Regions from separate parts of the Danio rerio genome. Here region 2 is linked to region 1. Evidence: chromatin contacts called from public HiCAR-type data. All regions are on one chromosome and are shown on one strand. Each heading gives the region's core, a stretch centred on a gene start, on an enhancer-like site or on the middle of the called end of the contact. The rest is flanking DNA. Distances are from core to core; before and after follow the strand shown.

Evidence for each region. HiCAR-type assays count read pairs that join an accessible place to other places.
Region 2: a HiCAR-type map of caudal fin shows a contact between it and region 1, with 6 times the contacts expected there. The contact joins the promoter of srgap1a here to the promoter of parp12a in region 1. A contact is called at or near these places in 4 of 18 Hi-C or Micro-C datasets (caudal fin, embryo and hematopoietic stem cells) and 3 of 4 datasets of contacts at active chromatin or transcription factors (caudal fin, embryo and pancreas).

The regions. Positions count from the first base shown.
Region 1 is chr18:14,196,308-14,200,182 of GRCz12tu, reverse strand. It overlaps parp12a (poly (ADP-ribose) polymerase family, member 12a), which reads left to right and starts at 1,597. Exons shown (of 12, transcript NM_001082852.1): 1 at 1,597-2,013; 2 at 2,985-3,120. The coding sequence starts at 1,700. It also overlaps a transcript of tbxas1 not described here.
Region 2 is chr18:14,381,504-14,385,378 of GRCz12tu, reverse strand. It overlaps srgap1a (SLIT-ROBO Rho GTPase activating protein 1a), which reads left to right and starts at 1,740. Exons shown (of 22, transcript XM_073929905.1): 1 at 1,740-2,254. The coding sequence starts at 2,176.

The sequences.
Region 1 (3,875 bases), core at 348-2,847:
AGAATCTGAAAAATGTTGTAAACCTGTCACCATTGACTTCCATTGTATTTGTTTTTCCTGCTATGGATGTCAATAGTTACCTTTTTCCAACATTACTCAATATATATTGTGTATTCTATTCTGTCTTCTATTGTGTTCAACAGAAGAAAAGAAAACTAAAACTGGTTTGGAACAAGTCAGCAGTGCGTCAGTGATCATTTATTTACTTTGATTTTACTTTGATATACTCTGTCCATATCTAGAAAATAATTTAATATTGTTTGTAAGGGCATCTCTTCTGAGATGTGTATGCTTTTTAGAAATAGTAATAATTAGTTGATATCTGTATGTCACAGTTTCTCCAATAAAAAAATCCAATCATAAAATCAAGTCTTAATTTTTAGATCCTGTCATCTCAAATCCATTTTCCATTTCTTCCAACCTTTTTAATGATAATAAATGGTCTTATGTTTGGTCACTCTCCCAGAAGTTTTTTGAACAAATAAAATTAAAGAAATATCTTTTAAAAGTATTTTTATCCAGCTAAACAATTTTTTACAGAAATTCAAATATGACATTAACGTCTCTTGCTCTTTTTGTGAGACTTCTTCTGAATCTGTTGCTCACTTATTTTGGGAATGTCCCTTTGTTAAATGTGGTCAGATATGAATACTGTATGCAGCATGGTGGCACAGTGTGTAGCACAATCGCCTCACACCAAGAAGATCATTGGTTCAAGCCTCGGCTGAGTCAGTTGGCATTTCTGTGTGGAGTTTGCATGTTCTCCCCGTGTTGGCGAGAATTTCCTCCGGGTGCTCCAGTTTCCCTTAAAGACATGCAGTACAGGTGAAATGAATAAGCTATTGGCCGTAGTGTTTGTGAGTGTGTGCAAGAGTTTGTGGGTGCTTCCCAGTTTAGGTGTTGGCTGAAAGGGCATCCCCTGCGTAGAACATGTGCTGGATAAGTTGGCGGTTCATTCCGCTGTGGCGACCCCTGATTAATAAAGGGACAAAACTGAAAAAGAAAACGAATGAATGAATACTAATTGTCCAAAAGGTTTGTGGTGATTTTTCTTTTGACATAGTATTTTGGGGTTTTACATTTTACAATTAATTCAAGTATTTGTATTAACCTAATATTATTTAATGGAAAGGGTTTTATACGTAAGTGTAAATATACTAAATATAAACAAAATGTTGTATTTTAAAGCAAAAATTGAATCTGTAGGCTACTTGAATACCATTTCAGAGTCTCATAACAAGAAAGAAATTAAAACGTCTGAAACATGTGCTTTATTTAATAATCTGCATTAATTTGTGCTATTTTTCATTTGCCCTCTATCTCCTTTTTTATTTTTATATATTTTTATTTTACCTTTTTATTATATTTTTTCTTTCTCACTTTCTCTTTGTCTTACCATTGTAATACTTCTTAAAATTTGTCATTCTCTTTTTGTGCAAAGAGTAGCCTAATATTTGCATTGTTGTATTATACTTATTCTTCAGTAGTTTCATTGCAATTGTATGGTGTTGCAATTAAAAAGAGTCAACAGTGCTCTCCAACAGTGAGTCGGCTAAATAAATAAACTATCCGGCTGTCAGGAGAGGGCGCCAAAGACTAGCATCGGTTTCGCTTTCGTTTCCTTTCAAATGACTCAAACCATCGACCAAACCCAAGAAACAGTGAAATCTACTTACTGTCGTTGACGGCATCGACGAAAATGAATATCGTTTCTAGACACATATATAACTTCGTTTGCAAACAAGAAGGCAGTTCGGACTATGGTAAAGTGGAGATTAATCTGCGGAAGAGTTTCACGGTGGCGGATCAGGTTTTGTCTATGGTGCTCGATGATAGTCAGAAATTTGTTATAGTTCATAATGATGAAAACCCGAATCCCAGAAGCTCCATACCAGCTGCCGACAGCCTCATCCTGGCCAAAACCTCACTGCGAGTGTGTAAACACGACAAATGCTCCGGGTGTGAAGATTTACACCTGTGCAGGTACTTTGTGTGCGGGAGCTGCAGATTCGAGTAAGTACGTTTTAAAATATGTTATTCAAAGTAATTTGGGAAATTGTCATTAAAATTGAAGTAGAGATATTGTAAGTTCTTTTTGTCGCTTGTGGTAAGGTTTGTGGTAGGCCTTGTTTATCTGGTGGCAATCAATCCAGTAACGACTGTTAGTAGATTTCCGATACTAGTATAGCAGTTAACTAGTCTACTAATTGAGTTAAAAGAGGTATTTTTTAAGACCCAAAATAATAACAGCTTTACATTTTTCCGTTACAGTTGCAAAAATTATGGCTAGCCTACATTTTACCTTGTTTTACCTGATTTACATGAAGATTCGGACGATTCGTTTTAAAATAGATTTTTATCTAACATAACGCCAGTAATATTTAGAGCAAAGATTATTTGATGGCACATTTATTCAGCGAACAAAGTGGAAGACAATCTAACATTATTTACCTCATATTTTTTGGTCACACTTTATTTGATGGTCTGTTTGTTGAATTTAAGTTACATCTACATGCCAACTAATTCTCATTAGATTATAAGTAGACTGTTAAATTGGGGTTAGTGTAAGTTGACATGTACTTGCAAAGTTTCTTATAGTCAGTTAAATGTCTGTTGTAGGAGCAGTATCAACAGATATTAAGCATACAGTCTACTTATACTCAAATAGACCATCAAAATAAAGTGTTTCCTTTTAACCTTTAGTTTAAATGCAAAGTTTAAACATTGAAATATACACTTATCTTGCAGTTAACATGATTTATACATACATTAAAAACACTTTTTAAAATGCCAGACAAGATTATTTGTGTATCTAAAATATTATTACCCAGAATTACATTTTAGTGGGTGTCTTCTATATAATGTATGATAGTGTTACTTTTTGCTTGTCATCTTTGGCACAGATTCATTTTTATATGATGTTTATGGTAGATTCTCTCATACACAGCAATTAATTGTAATTCTCCATATTTGTCATTTTTTAGGGGAAAATGCAAGAATTCCCATGACTTGAAATCCGCACATAATTCTGACCTGCTGAAGAAAAACGATCTCCTTGAGCTTACAAGTGAAGAACTGTTTCAGCTTCTGCTTCAAAATGACCCTTCTTTACTTCCAGAGGTCAATATCTATAAAACAGGTTTGCTAAAGTCACAGCAGACTGTGAACAACATTTTGAAACTTACTTGTAATGTATAAACATTAATATTTCACCTAAACGCAGATTGCGGATTATACATTGATGTTTGGGGGGGGTTGGGGGGGGTCAATTTTTTTTGTTTATGTTCCGTAATCTGCCTAAGTGAACCAAATATATAGATTTAATTAATTAATTTTCTTTTCAGCTTAGTCTGGGGTTGCCACAGCGGAATGAACCGCCAACTTATCCAGCATATGATTTAGCAGCGGCTGCCCTTCCGGCTGCAATCCATCACTGGGAAACATCCATACACACTCATTGAAACACATACACTACTGACAATTTAGCTTACCCAATTCACCTATACCACATGTCTTTGGACTTGTGGGGGAAACTGAAGCACCCAGAGGAAACCCACATAAATCACATCAATCAATTAACTTTTATTTATAAAGCATTTTACTACAACCAAGGTTGACCAAAGTGCTTTACACAAGTAAAAGCAAGTTATACAACACAACAAAAAAGCAGACAATGCAAAACAATATAAGAAATGTTAATGAAATACAACAAACATTAAAACATAACAAAGTGTCAGTGCTATGCATTAAAAGCCACTTTAAAAAGTGGGTCTTAAGCTTGGCTTTAACACTTGACCTGCCATGGGGTCAATTTTACCCATCACTGTTATTCAGATGTACATAACAGACCTTCAATAAAACATTCAAGCCTCCCA
Region 2 (3,875 bases), core at 491-2,990, 190 kb before region 1:
AGGTGGACATAATATTTGTAAATAGGCAAGAAATGTAAGGTTTTATAACAGTTCTATTCAATTTATTTGGACCACACACACACACACACACACACACACACACATGTATATATATATATATATATATATATATATATATATATATATATATATATATATATATATATATATATATATATATATATATATATATATATAATTTTATTATTATTATGTTATTCTTTACAATAAATATTTTAAGAATATTAAATTTATATATATTAAAAAAAACATTATGGTGAAAAAAGTATATACAACTTTCTTGTACTGTTATACAATATTATGTGATTTAAAAAAAAATTACATTTGTTTTTTTTTTTCAAATTCCATTGGCCCAACCGGGTCATTACAAAAAATCCTTAGTGTTTAGCCCTGTATAAGTCTAAAATTTCATTCATAATGGTCTCAAAAGGTCTTAAAAAGTCTTAAATCTGACTTGATGAAACCTGCAGAAACCCTGATATCATCAAAACACACCAAATATAAACTTTATGGACAAAATGTATTTCTTTTTTATTGAACATATAGAGACCATTTTTGGATTTGTGCTCCCTTTAAAAATGCGGTAAAATGTCAGAAATGCATTAAGTGTAATTCTATCTCTACTCATTCACACCAATTTTGTTTATGCAATTCACCTATAGCCAGAGGCGGACTTAACCAATGAGCAAGGTAAGCAGCTGCTTAGGGCCCCGGAGAAATAGGGGGCCTCGACCAATGCCAAGAAGCCTATATTAACCATCCTATAGCTCTTTTATAATTGCTCAAATCATTTGTTGTAAAATCTGTCTAACCATTAGGATTTCAACATTATTGTCTTTTTTTTTTTTAAATGGGGCCCTCATGACCAGTGGAACGTTTCTTCCCTTACTGCACATGCAAATTTTAAAATGTAATCACAAGTATGGCTTATTAACTGTACATGGTTTGTGAGCTTGTTTATTTATTTGCAAATTCATTGTATTTAATATTACATTAAGGTTCCACTTAAAATATGTTTTTAACATGCAGTTTATTTACAAAGTAAAACCATCTATAGAGAAAATATATCTACAGAGAAAGAGAGTGTTTTGAGTTTCAATGCTAGGGCTGCATACCTGGAATTGCTTAGGGCCCCCAAATCACCAAGTCCACCCATGCCTATAGCACATGTCTTTGGACAGTGGGAATCCGGAGCACCCAGAGGAAACAAACACGGGAAGAACATGCAAACGCCACAGAGAAATGCTAAGTGACTCAGCCTGGACTCAAACCAGCGACCTTCTTACAGTGAGGCGACAGTGCTAGCCACTGTGCCACCCAAAAAAATAATTGCAATGATTTATTTTTCATGTAACTCCACATACTGACCACCAGGCGTCCTACACAACACACAGATGAGTTGCTTAAACTAGTTTAAAACTTAAAAATATTCACTCTTTTTAATTTAAAACTTTATTATGAAGTCATATAGTTTGTTTTTCGATTATAATGAACTAGGAGCGTTCAAAACAAACTCAAAATAAATACACTTTACTTAAAGTTTTTAAACTAGTTTGCTTTTGTTCACTAAAATCCCAAATGCTCTATTTTTGAATCGCTAGCCGTGTAAAGACGCCTCGAAAATGACTTTGAGGGACAGCTGGTTAGGAAAGTTGTCAATCCCGTCCACGTTTCCGCTACGTGCGCCCCTCCACCTCCAATCCCTCCCATTTCCAACCACTTGCTTTTCCAGCTGCTTTGAGGTCAGTCAGAACCGTGAAACTGTCCGGCGACTAGACGCGAGGAAAAGCTGCTGAAAATCACGCCAGTTCAGAGTAACATGCCATAATGCTGCCGGAATCCGTCGGCGGGTGACTAAAAAGCAGCTCCTAGGGTTGGATTTTCCTCTTGCTGGAACTAGCCGTGGACGATTGCCCGAGGAAAGGGTTACTTGTTTGGGAGGAAACTCTTCCCGTGCGCGCTCTGTTTTGATCGCGTTCACGGCGGAATTACAACCGGGATTCATTTGCGTTTGGTTTTTGGGGATTTTTCTGCCCGGATCAACTTGAAGAAGATTCTCTGGGATGCGCTGGCCGCTGTAGTGAGACCCCCCTCCTCAAATACGCCAGTTTGTAAACACTCTCATAACTGAATTGTTGATCTTTCCTCTATTCGATGTTGAAAATGTCGAATCCTCCTGTGAAGTTCAAAAAGGATAAAGAGATCATTGTAGAGTACGAGACTCAAGTCAAAGGTAAGGAGCTAACTGCTGGAGTAGTTGAAGGATTGGTTCATGCAGTATTTAATCATTGAGCAGGTCACTTCTGCATCGTGATGATGATGCTTTTATGCACAGACTCTGAAAAAAATTTGAAGACTTTGGTTTTAAAAACGACATGATCGGTGGATTCTTGTGTCAGTGACAAGATTGAGATTTTGAGGAAAACAGGTTTTTATCTAGTTTGTCAAGTTGTTAGAAATCTTTCCTGAATTGTTTTTCTAAAAATAAGAAGTTGATCTAATGTCTCTAAAAAGTCAAGTGGCATGATGTCTAGTACAAACTTGATTATTTTTTTTAAACTAGATTTTTGACTCCAAATTTTGACATATTTAGAGGCAGTCTTGACAAAACATTACATTTTGCAGAAAATAAAATGGTTATGCTTATGACAACAAAGTGACTTTTTGCATCAGGATTATGCCACTTGGACTTTTAATAATTTTAAAAGTAAAATTGCAGCTACATTGCTCAGCATATATGAGTACACCATTTACAAATCTCTCATTTAAGTGAATATCATCTATAGGAAGCTTTGCAATATTACATTTGTGCATATACATTAGTCCGTACTGAAGCCAAATCTGGAGCTTATCTAACAAAATATTGCATGATAGCGGTCTAAAATGAGTACACACAAATTTATGTTTGGGAAAAAACAGAGCAAAAAAAAAAAAAATGCAAAATTCAAGAGATGCAAAAAATGTAAACAGTTTTGTTGAAATTTTGTAGTTTGTAATTTTTCCCCCCAATATTTTGCATGAATTTTATTGCATTATCTTTCTATTTCTAAAGATATTCAGTGACTAAGATATTATTTTAATAAATATATCAATGTAATAAATCTATTTTGATCAAATTCACTGAAATATATTACCTATATTCACTGAGATAAAGAGAAAAATATTAATTTTCAAAATGGGGTGTGCTCATTTTTGCTGATCACTGTATGTTTAAGAAATAATAACGAAAGTTAAAGGAATAGTTCATCCAAAAATGAAAATCCTGCCATTATTAGCTCTCCGTTCACATGTTCAAAATAATTTTGAGATTCTTTCCTCTGTTAAACACACAAGATTTATTTAAAGAATGTTGGAAACCTGCGACCATTGACTTTCATAGTATTTTTTTAACATGAATGTCAATAGGTTTATAACAATTTTTAAAATATCTTAATTTGTGTTCAACAGAACAACAGCAATAAATAAATAAATAAATAAATAAATAAATAAATAATAAAAATACAAAAAAAAAAACATGAAACTTGTTTGAAAAATGTGAAGGAAGAGTAAATGTCAGAATTTTTGTTTTTGGATAAACTGTCTTTAAGCAAACTTTATACTCTTTTTTTAATTTTATTATTCTTTGTTTTTATATATATATCTTCATCTTTAGACACTAAAATGATAATAAGACTTTATGAAGTTTGTGTTGTTTTTGTAACATTAATGAATTCCCACAGACGTGGAAAACAGGCATTTTTAAATGAGTGGTTTCCAAGCCTAGAAAACTCTACAAAATTCACATATTTTAACCCTGAAAGGAGAATTTAGATAGACAAGTTAACTGCCTTACTCATGACTTGCACCCCTGCTAT